Linked DNA regions of Gossypium arboreum: regions 2 and 3 are each linked to region 1. The links are chromatin contacts, called in public Hi-C maps. All regions are on one chromosome and are shown on one strand. Each heading gives the region's core, a stretch centred on a gene start, on an enhancer-like site or on the middle of the called end of the contact. The rest is flanking DNA. Distances are from core to core; before and after follow the strand shown. Region 1 has its middle 53 kb from the start of LOC108466411. Region 2 holds the start of LOC108486133 (lysM domain receptor-like kinase 3). Region 3 has its middle 5.6 kb from the start of LOC108466410.

Region 1 (4,123 bases), core at 468-2,967:
GTCATCAATTTTAAGTTGGTGTTGAGTTAATTTGTAACACTATCTTAATCAATAATATTATTAATATATACAACTGGTAGAGGTACAAAGTGTGGATAATAAAATTAAAATATATCAAAATAAAATTTTGGTTCACGGGTAAATTTTAGGTTTTGCTAACCCAATTGGCTTGGGTTCAAAACCCATCATATAAATATTTTTATTGTTTTTAAAAATAAAAAACTAAAGTGCCCTCAAATAATATAATTTATTTTAAATGCAAATGGACATTAAAGTAATTTCCCTAACTGAGTTGGGATCCAGTTGATGAGTCACACTAACTTAGTGAAGGGCTTTATAAATAGTAAGTATATTATACAACTAATAGTGACAATAAATTGTGCTTATTAAAATAAAATGTATAAAATACATTAAAATGAATTTTTAGTTCAAGGATAAATTTAAGTTTTTAATAAAACAATTGGTATAGATTCAAATCTCACTATATGAATATTTTTATTGATTTTTATTAAACTGAAAAGATTAAAATGTTTTCAAATAATATAACTCATTTTAATTATAGAAAGACATTTTTGTAATTTTTTAACCGAGTTGGTGTCCAATTAACTTGTGACACCAACTCTATCAACTTAAATAATATTATATAGATAAATATATAACCGATGAAGATAATAAGATAAAAAATGTGCATATTAAAATAAGTGTATAAACTAATTAAAATAATGCATAATTGCAAAAAAAAAAAACCCTCAACGTTTGGGGGCTTTTGGTTTTGTGCCCTTGATCTTTTTAATTTTTGATTGACACCCTCAACATCACGATTTTTTAAGAAATCAGCCCAGTTTTAATGGTCAACTCATGTTGACCGTTAATCAAGATGTAGGTCAACATAATAACTCATGTGGCATGCCACATAAGTGCACGACGTCATAGATGACGCCATCTATTTAACAAAATTTTTTCTCTCATTTTCTATCTTGCCAAACACCACTTTTTTCTTCAAAACACATGGTTGCTGCCCATTTTTTTCCTCTTATTTTCTCTCTTGTCAAACACCATTTTTCTTCTCCAAAACATATGATTGACTCATTTCATCTACAAGAATCAACCCTTTCATCGACCCATAACCATCCACACCCTATTCTTCCTTGGTCATATCACTTAAAACCTCCTTTGATGGTGAAAATATTGGCGTAGGAAGAACAGCGGGCGTCACAGGACATGGCGACATTAAAGATGCTATTCCACCTGACTTTTTCGCTTGGATTATAAACGAAGTCGTACTCCGTGGAGTGTAAGGAGCAAAACAGTTGTTGCTATTATTGAATTTCTTCTTGTTGCCATAGAATTTTTTGGCTTTTAACATATTCTGATTTTGAAGCTCCTTAAGAGTTGAAGGTTTATATCCTTGAGTATTACTACCGGAAGCAGTGGAAACAGAAGAAATAGCAGAAACAGAACCCATGGTTAAAGGCTAATTCTTGAACTTCCAAGAATTTTTACTGAATGAAACTTTTTTCCCTTCCAATTGTTATTACGATTGAAAAAAGAGAATTTCTTGTTAGGGTTAGGGTTAGGGTTTTGGTTTGGGTCCTAAGATTGCCAAAGCTTGTAGCTTCGATTCAACATCATCAGAGGTGGTGGTTGAGTCATCATCTGAGGACTGGAGTTTATAGGCTGCGACTGAGACACCTCCAATTGATTCATCGCCTGAGAGTTGGCCGCCGACGCCATCAACTAATGAGACCGATTCATCATCTGCGGCTAAACTGAAACTTGGACCTGAACTGTGTTCATCATCATTTGTGGTGGATGATTCATCATCTGAGCCTGATCGTTCATTTTCTTTTATAAAATAAAATGAAAAATGAAATCAAAGAAATCCGAAGAAAAAAAAGAAACCCTAATTTTTCAGTTTTAGAATTGAAATTTGCAGCGAGATCAAACGGTTTACTACTAATCTGTTAATTTCCTTTTGGTTCTTTTAGTTTTCCTCAATCTAAAAATGAAAATTAAGAAAGAAAATGAGAGAAAATTTTGTTAAATAGATGACTTCATCTATCACGTCATGTGCTTATGTGGCATGCTACATGGGCTATTATGTTGACCGTTAAAACTGGGTTGATTTCTTAAAAAAAATTATAATGTTGAGGGTATTAATCAAAAAATAAAAAGGTCAAAGGCACAAAACCAAAACCCCCAAACGTTGAGGTTTTTTTTTTTACAATTATACCTTAAAATAATGTTTTGGTTAAGTGGTAGATTTAAGGTTTTACTAATATAATTGGCACTGGTTTAAATCTCATCATATGTATATTTTTATTGGTCTTTATTGAAATAAAAAGACTAAAATGTCCTCAAATAATATAACTTATTTCAATTAAGAAATGACATTTTCGTAATTTTTCTAACCGAGTTGGTGCTTGGTTAACTCGTGACACCAACTTAGTTAAAAACTTAAATAATAGTATAGAAACACAAATTTGGTGAGAAAAACATTTTATATTAAAATTTTATTTTTTTAAGTTTTATATTAAAAGTTTATTTTTTAAGTTTATTTAAGAATTATTAATAGTATAGTGGTAAAGAATTTGTTCTTAAAGTCATTAAACATAGGTTTAATTTCTAGACATATTAATTTTAGTTCTTTTATTCTAAAACTATAAAATAGTATGAAAAGATAAAAGGTCATGAAAATAATAATACTAGTCATTTAATAAAAATGTATATTAGTCATTTCCTAACCGATTTTGTACATGGTTAACTCATGATACCAACTCATGATGCCAACTTTGACAGAAATTTTATTAATAGTATAGATTTTAATTTTTAATTTTTTTTTGTAATTTTCTTCGTATTTACTCATGAGATCAATTATAAATTATTTAAAATAAATAAAAATAATATATAGTAGTAAATTAGCAGTTGAAATCTCCACAGCGATTCACTTATTCTTGAGTTTGGGTGCAAAATGGGGTGGATGGTGCTTTGGCGGGAGCCTTAATGAAAGAACCATCTCACTGCACTATTTTGGGCTTCTTCGAATCTCATGTTATTTAAGGCCATTTAAGCCCAAATGTTTGGGCTTGAACAAGTAATGAGATTCCTTTCCTCGTTTTAAACTAATCATAGTAAGGCAGAAAATTAATTTCAGTCCCTTAACATTTACTTCTTTTATCATTTTGGACTTTTTTTAATCACTTTAACCTTTAACCTTTAAATTTAGTCTAATTATTTTTTCAGAAAAATTGATTAAATTGTTAAAATTTTAATGGCACATATGTGTACTTTATTGCGACATTGATAATTTTTTTAAAAAAGTTATATGAATTTTTTGAATTTTAATATATTTTTAATTTTTATAAAGTCACACGTGAATTACCATGTGAATTTCCACGTTAGTTTTGTTAAAATTTTATTAGTTCGGTTAATTTTTCATCCAAAAATTATTTTGACTTAAATTTTAAAGGTTTTTCTTGTCAAAGTGATCCAAAAATAATAATATGCACTAAAGTGAAAAAAAGATAAACGTTAGGAGCTAAATTTAGCATTATTCTAAATAATAATGTGTTCTTTTGAAAAAAATCATTTTGAATAATATTTAATATTTTCTCATGCTAGTTTTACCCAAAAGAAAATTTAAAAATGATTTATTGGTCAACAAAAATAAAGCTAATTTTTCATAAAATAACTCATTATATGTAACATGAATCGAGCTAAATAAATTATATTAATAATATATTTTAATTTTAAAATTATTTAAAACATATTAAAATAAAATTATTTAAAATATTTAAGAATTATTTTAATATTATAGTTTTCAATATTAGTGAACATACATATCTATCTGTTAATAATTTATAATATAGTATTCTTTATATTAATAATAGATAATAAATTATTAATATAATTAATACTAACTATTATTTTGATAAAGTTATTTAAAATATTATAAAACTAATATTTTATTGGGAAAAGTTTTATAATACTATTTTAATAATAAATGTATAGATTATAATTTATAAATTTTTAAAATAAATGTTTCAAAATATAAATAAATATTAATATTTTAATAATATAAACATTAATATAAATAGCATTAGTAACATTACAAAATTTCTAG
Region 2 (4,123 bases), core at 499-2,998, 230 kb before region 1:
GCAAAGACATTTGTCAATTCTAATCACAGCTATAAAACAAGAATATGCATGAACTCATTATTGCTTTCATTAATATGATATTGTTTGCATATCCGAAATCCATGACATTACCACCTTCCCTCAAAGTTCACATTATGACTTCAGATAGAAACCAAGTAGGCTCCAGTTCCAAGTCCTTAGTATACCTAATTATAAACTATGGGCAAAAATCTTATTTTACCAACTTTGTTAACTCCTGTATTTGCAAAACTTAAAGAGTTCTCAGAAACTATGCAATTATCATCAAAATCATAAATGCCCATCTCTTGAAAAGCAACTCAATATGGATATCTCCAAACAAATAGCATTCCTCATGCAAATTCCTAAGAAACCACACACAGAAAATGGTGAAAAGAATAAACAGAAAAAATTAAATGATTTTTGAGGCAAACCTGAATTCAAGGGAATATAGTACAAAGCACCAACAGTGACATTATCAGGATTTGAAATCCCATTAACTTGCTCAATACTATCCATGCTAACCCCAAATCTACTAGCTAAAGATTGCACACTGTCCCCATCTTTCATCACATAACTCATCAAGTAGTTCCACAAACTACTTGAACACCCACAAAACAGCCTCAAAGACACCACAGCTCCAATCCTTGCCGGCCTGCTAACATTTGGAACCATTGCAAGCCTATCATAAGCCTCTAAAATCATGTCATAAACATACCCTTGATTTGATCTCACTGTAAAGGTTGTGTTTGTTGCATAATTCTTGGAGGATGTCAAGCAAGAACAGTTCTTTTTTATGAATATGTAGCCATGGCTGTCCTCTCCTTCAACTGTAATGTCTTGTGGTATCACATCAAACATGCTCTGGATCACTGCTAGACTTTGGTTTCCCTGCGGCTTAAAAGCCAAAAAAGATGTGCATAATCTTGATGTGTCCGTACAATTCATGGGTATTGTAGCAGAAGAAGAATCCAAGGCATTGAGGGTTTGAACAATAAGAAGAAAGATTAATGGTAGAAGAATCCCAAATTGTGAAACCTTAGGATCCATTTTTCTTGTTTCTAACAAAAAAAAAAAAAAGAAAAGTTTGAAACTTTGAGCTAAAATTAAGTGCAAAAAATAGATAAAAAATAGAGTTTGATCAAACAACTCGGCCTAAAAGGGTTAACACAAAAAAGTTTAGGACTAGATAGAGAGAAAACTAGATCAAACATAAATTAGACTTGATAAAAGTTTGAGCAAGGTTTAGCTTTTGCTGTAAATGATGAGCAAGAAGTATGAATCTAAAACAAAATCAGACAAAGAGAAGCAAAGGGTCAGTGAAGAAACTAGAGCTAAGTTCACGAAAATCCTGGCTTTTACTATTTCTTTTCCTTGAAGAGGTTAAAGAAAATGGTAGATTTAGATAGATGGTAGTAAAAAAAGAAGCTCAAAGAAAATATATTGGAAGATTAGAGGGAAAATGAAAGTGAGATTTTTGCTAAGCAAAAATGGAAGGTGGGGATTTAAGCTTCAAATTTTAAGGAGGTTTGAAGGACACAAGTAGAAAGGAATGAGATGACTCTAAACAGAGCATGTTCGACTGTTTTTATTTTTCTTTTTCTTTTTTTCCCTCTGTTGCGGTTGGTAACTCCTTAATTCAGTCCTTCACTGTAAAAAGGGAAAGGGAGTCTCAAATACATACAAACAGGAAGCCATCCCCATCCACTTTCATAGCTATTTGCTGCCCCGCACTGCCCTGCCCTGCCCACCTTTCCTTGAATATTTTCGTTTTTTTTATTTCTAACAAAGTTTGTCCATTTTAATTAAGTTTAATTATAAAAAATTATAAATTATTAAAATAATAAAATTATATTTTTTATTATCGTAAAAATATATTATTAAAATCGAATCTTTCTCAAATTTTCAGACTTTGCTCCGGCACACATACATATATTTATATGAATAGAAAATTAATACAATACTCATGATATGTGTTAATTCTTGATTATATTGATGAAGTTAATTGTTTAATATATTTGTGTTTTATGTTTAAAATTTATTATGATTAAAATTTTAATAATTTATAATAATTTCATTTACATATGAAAATTTATTCTAATAACTGAATTAATGCTTAATTATCTTACTATACCAAGTCAATAAAAATAAAAATATAAACTAAATCAAATTTATATATTTTAAAAATGAGGATAATATAAAATGCAGTAAAATTTCGAAAAAATACTTAAATTTCTATGATTCAACTAAAAAGAATAAAAAGTATTTATTAAATTTATTGTCAAATCAACTGAATTTCTTTCATTCAAAGTGCATTTTGCAATTGTCTACGGAATACTTCAGAAATGGTATTAAAAATGTAGTACTTTCACTAAATATTTTTAAACCCACTTTTATTCTAAATTAATTTCTAAATTTTAAATTATTCTAATAAAATTCTTAAAGCATCTCGGTTATATTAATTAGATTCTTTTATTATTAAAATTGTTAATTTAACTATTAAATTATATATTAAATTTTATGTAACATCATTTTAAATAAAACATTATAAAAATATTTTAAAAATCTAATCTTAAAATTTTCGAATCTTTTATAAAACTTTTATCTTACATTTCTTTTTTATTATTTACAAGATACAAATATGATATAACAAAATACATAAATCTCTCTCACACACAAGAAACACTCAAAAGGATTGGAAGGGTAAATTGGGAAATAAAATTCACGGGGCATTGAGTGTTGGGAAAAGGATTGGCACAAGTTGTGAAGAGCTGGAATTGAGAAAGATAGTTGGTTGGGCCCCGCAATTAGGCGCCATTTTTATAAGATTGATCGCCGATCATTTCCCAAACTGATCGCCTTACTTACCTCACTTATCCACACTTTCACGTTGTCGAAGTCAATCGTTGCACATTTCAAACACCTTCGCTTGTAAGGTTTGACTCAATTTGACCATTAATTTGCTATCCTTTCGAATGATTAATATAACCTTCCATTATAATATATTGTTGGTATCATCTATATTCTATATTATAGATAATAAGGTGCTTAAATTCTAATTGTTTAAAAATAAATATTGTCTATTATTTAAATTTCAAAATTAATATTTTCTAAATTGACTGTAATTAAATTTATTTATTATCTTTTAAAGAAGGTTAAAATTGGACATTTGAATATATTTCTAAAGAAGAATATATAGAAAGAGATCGAACGAGCGACATTTACTTACAATTAATGGTTGTATTTTTTTTTTTAAAAAAGTTTGGTGATAAAACCTTTGAATTTGTTTGACTTCTTTTACCCTCCAATTGCTTAACAAAGATTTTATAATTGAAGTGGGATATTAGTTTTAAAAAGAAATTAAAAAGACCTTTGGCTTCAACTCGATTTTTTGAAGGGAGTGGAATAATCGGGGAGTAAGGTTTGACTTGGTAGGCCCGCACGTGGACAAGCGACAACTGTAAACCCATAATTAACACAAGAAAAAGATAATAATAGTAATAATATAAGGTGGGAGAGACAGAGAGACGTAACCTGGAGCAAACGCCAAAAGATCCCCCACACACAGCCATAAATTAACTTGTTTTCATTTATTAAACTAAGATCCTTTCCTTTTTTGTTTTATTTCTCCAATATTATAAAAATGTATAATGATTTATTTAATTTTTAATTTTATAAAAAATTATTTTAACTCTCTATTTTTTTTTATCTCTTTTAACTCTTAAACTTGCATTATTCGTCAAATCAATCTAAAATATATGAAAAAATTAACATCAGTTAACTTTACTGACGTGACATACATATACACGTGGCATAACTAGTGTTAACATACATCAACTTTTTTATTCAGTTTGAAGTGATTTAATAAACAACTAAAATTTAAGGACTAAAAGAGACAAAATTAAACAAATGACTAAAATTACATTTTTTTCTTAAGATGAAAGGTAAAATAAGTCATTATACCTTACAAAAAAAAACTTTTGTTGATACAAGATATGATGTTGGAGCTGATTCGCACAATGTGTTGAAAATCACTAGTGTTGATTTAGGAGTATTTAGAGAATTGTTGTCAGATTTAGGCAAAAACATCGATAATGCAATGGAAAATTTGGCTTTCTTAGTGATG
Region 3 (4,123 bases), core at 521-3,020, 170 kb after region 1:
CTTGAAAAAATGCGCTTGAAATCCATTGCTTCCCGGAGCTTCCAAGGGATCCAGGTTGAATAAGGCTTTCTTAATTTCTTCATTTGACACTGACTTTTCCAAAAACTCAATGTCTTGGGTCTTGAGGCGAGGAAAAATGTTGGCCGGAAGATCCTTCATGGGCTTTGGTCTTTCCCCATAAAGCTTCTAGGAAAAAACTAGTTGCCCCATTTTTAAGGACGTTCTGATCAGAGCACCACTCACCATTATCAATGCGTAAGGTCGTGATACAGTTAAATTTCCTTCTTTAGACCGTTCGATTATGAAAAAATTTGGTGTTGCAATCCCTAAACTAGAGCTAGTCACACCTAACTTTTTGCCTCCAAAGAAGTTCCTAGTGATTTATAAAATTTTCCAACTCATCCCGCACATCAATCTCTAATTGAATTAACCAAGTAGAGATAGAATGATCCAAGTCCTTTTGGATAGTAGAGAGCAATCTCATAAGACGTTTTTTACGAGAGCCTGTAAAACCATAAACAGACATGTTCTATTCTTTAACATGAGAAGTAAATTCAGAAAGAGAACTAGCTATATTACCCAAGAATTACCACTTATCTTTCACCAAGGAGGGAAAATTAGCATGCTTCGTCCAACCTGTTAAGAACCTAAAAGGTCTCACTGTAGCCAAGCTAATATTCAGATTAGTCGTTAAGAGAATGGGCCTATGATCAGACTTAATCCTCGGTAGATAAGAAACAATGCATTGTGGGAAAGCCAAAATCCATGAATCATTTGCCAATGCTCGATCCAATCTCTTCAACATGTCAGCTTTTTGCCAAGTAAAGGATAGGCCAATGAATCCTGAATCCTGCAAATTACAAGAATCTACAAATTTTCCAAAAAAAATTACATCTCTTCCCTATGGCATAAATACTTTTTTTTATTGTTAGGTGATAGAATAATATTAAAGTCACCCATAATTAAACATGGAAAAGAATCATGAGGTAAAGCAACTTTCAAAGCTTCCCAAAGTACCTTATTTTTCCTCCTGTCTGGACTACCATAAACAAAAGATATAAAAATGATATTAGTATAAACGTTACCAGATACACAAAGAAGAATGAACTATGGGTGATTTTGGATAATTCAAATCCGAATAGATTCCTTCCAACCCACCCAAATTCCTCTTGAAAATCCAACAGCTTCAACTTGGTGAAAATTAAAAAATCCAATTTTTCAATGATAAAATTAGCCTATTACCACTTAATATCGGCTCTAACAAGCACACAATATCCGAACCATATTCGATATTATATTCACGAAAAACACGAATAAATTTACTGCTAGCGCAACCTTGACAATTCTACGAAAAAATCGTCAGATTTAAATCTATATAAATTAATATAGACAAATAATAAAAATAAAACCACCAAAACCTTACTGTTTAGGGAATTCTCCCTTATCCTGTTGCCCGATCTTTAGTGTTGGGCCACCTAAACCCAAAGCTTTCGTGGACTGAGAAGAAATGGATTCCGCCAAATGGGCCACTAATTCCTACAACAAAACCTTGGAGTCTCCCACCATTTTGAATCTGTTACCCTTTCTAAGATTAATTTTGTTGAGTGATTTTGAAAGACGTGAACCCCCATGTTTCTCCCCTGAAAATTTCCCTGCAACCCGATCTTTTCTTTTCCGCGAACTCACGTCGGAGGTCCCTTCCCTTTAGTTACTGGTGAATGCTCTTTGTGGTTCTTTGAAAGTGACCATCGAATGCCTGCGGGAATCGAGGCCATCACCCGCATTAGAGACCGTGACGTCAACAACTCTTTCCGACGGAAGCCTCGCCTATTCCATATTCTCCGATTTATTTCCATCACCAGCTATGTGCGAATGAGAGTCCGAACCATCGTTTCCACCATCCGCGATCCGACCTTGATTTCCATAAGCAACCAGGTTTCTGATAAGCTTACCAGATACTTCCATAACCCGGTCTGGCACAGCCATTATTTTGTTCTCACCCGGCCCACTATTCGACCTGTTTTCTTGTCCCGATGTGCTATCTTTCAGCAAGCTACTTCCCCTTAGGCCTTTGAATGCCCCATTAAAAGTTGTTCTTGGGTCAATTACCAGGTTGCTAGACGAAACCAGCCCATTATCTAACCCACCAGCATTATTAGAGGACTTCGAAGGGCCTGCCACATTTTTAAGACCCAACACATTAATTGTGTCTCTACTTCGGCTACTAAAGTGGCTCACATTATACATACCAGCCCCAGCACCTTGGTTTCCTTCAATTACTGTTTCTTTCCCCTTTCTTTGTCGTGTATCCTGAATTTCCTCGTTCTTCCCAGATTTAATGACAACGTTACTTTCCTTTTCTATCAATGCCATAAGACGGGAACCTTCATTTTTCTTTTCCGTAATTCTAGACCCTGAGTTCGCTGAATCCCTTGATTTCTTGCGGGATCTCTTTTCCACCAACATCCACGGGTCGTAACCATCGCTTTTCTCCCCCGTTTCATCGACAACCATGCTCACAGCCTCCGTCAAAGATTCTGATGAAGGCATCGTTCTTCCAGAATTGGGTTCAGGGACCCTAAAAGGACAAATTTCTTTTACATGACCAAACTATCCATAGTGGAAACAGACCGTTGGTAAGAGTTCGTACTCGACCCTCTATATTTTCCCGTTGATTAAGACTTGGGACGCCAACGGTTTATCCAAGGTAACATACACAGCCATACGGACGAATTGACCTCTAATCCTATTGTCTGTGTTCATATCCAGTTGGGCAATCTTTTCAATTAACCCTCTATTTCTGTCAGAATTTTCCTCGTAAAATTATCCTGGTAAGCCCGAAAGTCTTATCCACGAGATTACGACACTAGGAAATGTTTGTGCTGGGTTAAAAGATATTGACCAAGGTCTAACTGTCAGGTATTATCCAAAAATGATCCAAGGTCCTTCTGAGAGCACCTTTTCACAATCCATTTTGTTTTTGAAATTTAGCCAAGAAGTAGCCATTCTCAATATCCATCAACTGGAACGGGGACGATGGCTTCCATAAACTGTAAATTTTATTATGTAACACCGAGTATCCAATGTTAGGTCCCAAAAGCTTCAGAACCATATTGTTTTCCATATCTTGAATAAGAATCTGGTGAATTCTATCAGAGAATTCGATTGAAGAAGTGCCATTAATTACCGACTTCTGAATATCTCCTTCCAGTAACTCAAATTCCTCCTCCTCTAAACCTTTCCTTCCAAGAAATAACTAGTACGTTCGTTAGATCCACCAACACTTCTCTGTTCACACTTTCATCATTATCCCTAAACTAAACTTTTTTAGGGATTAAATCATCCATCGAACCACCTTCAGAACCAGAATTTTCACAAAAAGAATCCATGCAAGAATTTTTCAAAAAAAAAAAATGATACATATGCAAATTTAGATCAATTAATCTTCTCAAAGAGCTTCAGCTTTACTTTAGAATTTTCATTTTCGTAAAAACTCAATTTTCATTAAATTGGTGCATATGTAAAATGTCAATCTATATTGCTTTATATTATCTTTAATAAAAAAATAGTTTCTAATGGTCAATTTTTTCATTAAAAGAATTTCTGAAAACTAATACACCGAAATTTTAACCTTTATACAAGGAAATAAAAATAGAAACTGAGATTTTTTTTTTTTGAACAGATTAACTGAAATAAAAGGAAAGAATCTCATCACAACCAAAGGAGTTAATTGCAACATAAACACTTTGGTCTTTTTCATTTTTTTTTTTTTACAGGGCTTTCGCTATTTGTAGTTTCCTCATTAACCCCTATAATTTTGCTAGGTTTGTAATTTCCTCATTAGTCCCTATTTGTAACTTAAAACATTTTATTAAGGAAATAGTTTAATTGCTTTTCTTATTAAGTTTTTTTAATGAATATATAATAATATTTATTTATTATTAGTCTCTCAATAATTTTTTCAGAGAAATTAAAATGGATAGACTAAAGAGGGTGCAAGGAATTTGCACTTAAAATTTGTCATTAGTTTTGTACTTTTCAAAAATTGGAAAATTAGTCTATGTACTTTTATTTTATAAAATTTAGTATTTCTACTTTTCAAATTTTAAAATTCAAGTTTAAT

What was found. A called contact is a pair of places that touch in the nucleus more often than the background predicts.
Region 2: a Hi-C map of leaf shows a contact between it and region 1, with 2.4 times the contacts expected there. The contact joins the promoter of LOC108486133 here to the enhancer-like site in region 1. A contact is called at or near these places in 2 of 5 Hi-C or Micro-C datasets (both in leaf).
Region 3: a contact with region 1 is called in a Hi-C map of leaf, with 4 times the contacts expected there. The contact joins two enhancer-like sites. A contact is called at or near these places in 2 of 5 Hi-C or Micro-C datasets (both in leaf).

Annotation. Positions count from the first base shown.
Region 1 is chr2:28,272,069-28,276,191 of ASM2569848v2, forward strand. No RefSeq gene overlaps it. Among protein-coding and RNA genes, the nearest start is that of LOC108466411, 53 kb to the right of the region's middle. Within about 2 kb of position 1,718, at least 2 of the 2 cell types and tissues checked have an H3K27ac peak or open chromatin away from gene starts, as enhancers often do. A contact at or near this core is called in leaf, where this site is marked.
Region 2 is chr2:28,046,644-28,050,766 of ASM2569848v2, forward strand. It overlaps LOC108486133 (lysM domain receptor-like kinase 3), which reads right to left and starts at 1,749. Exons shown (of 11, transcript XM_017789976.2): 1 at 432-1,749. The coding sequence starts at 1,047.
Region 3 is chr2:28,440,826-28,444,948 of ASM2569848v2, forward strand. No RefSeq gene overlaps it. Among protein-coding and RNA genes, the nearest start is that of LOC108466410, 5.6 kb to the right of the region's middle. Within about 2 kb of position 1,771, at least 2 of the 2 cell types and tissues checked have an H3K27ac peak or open chromatin away from gene starts, as enhancers often do. A contact at or near this core is called in leaf, where this site is marked.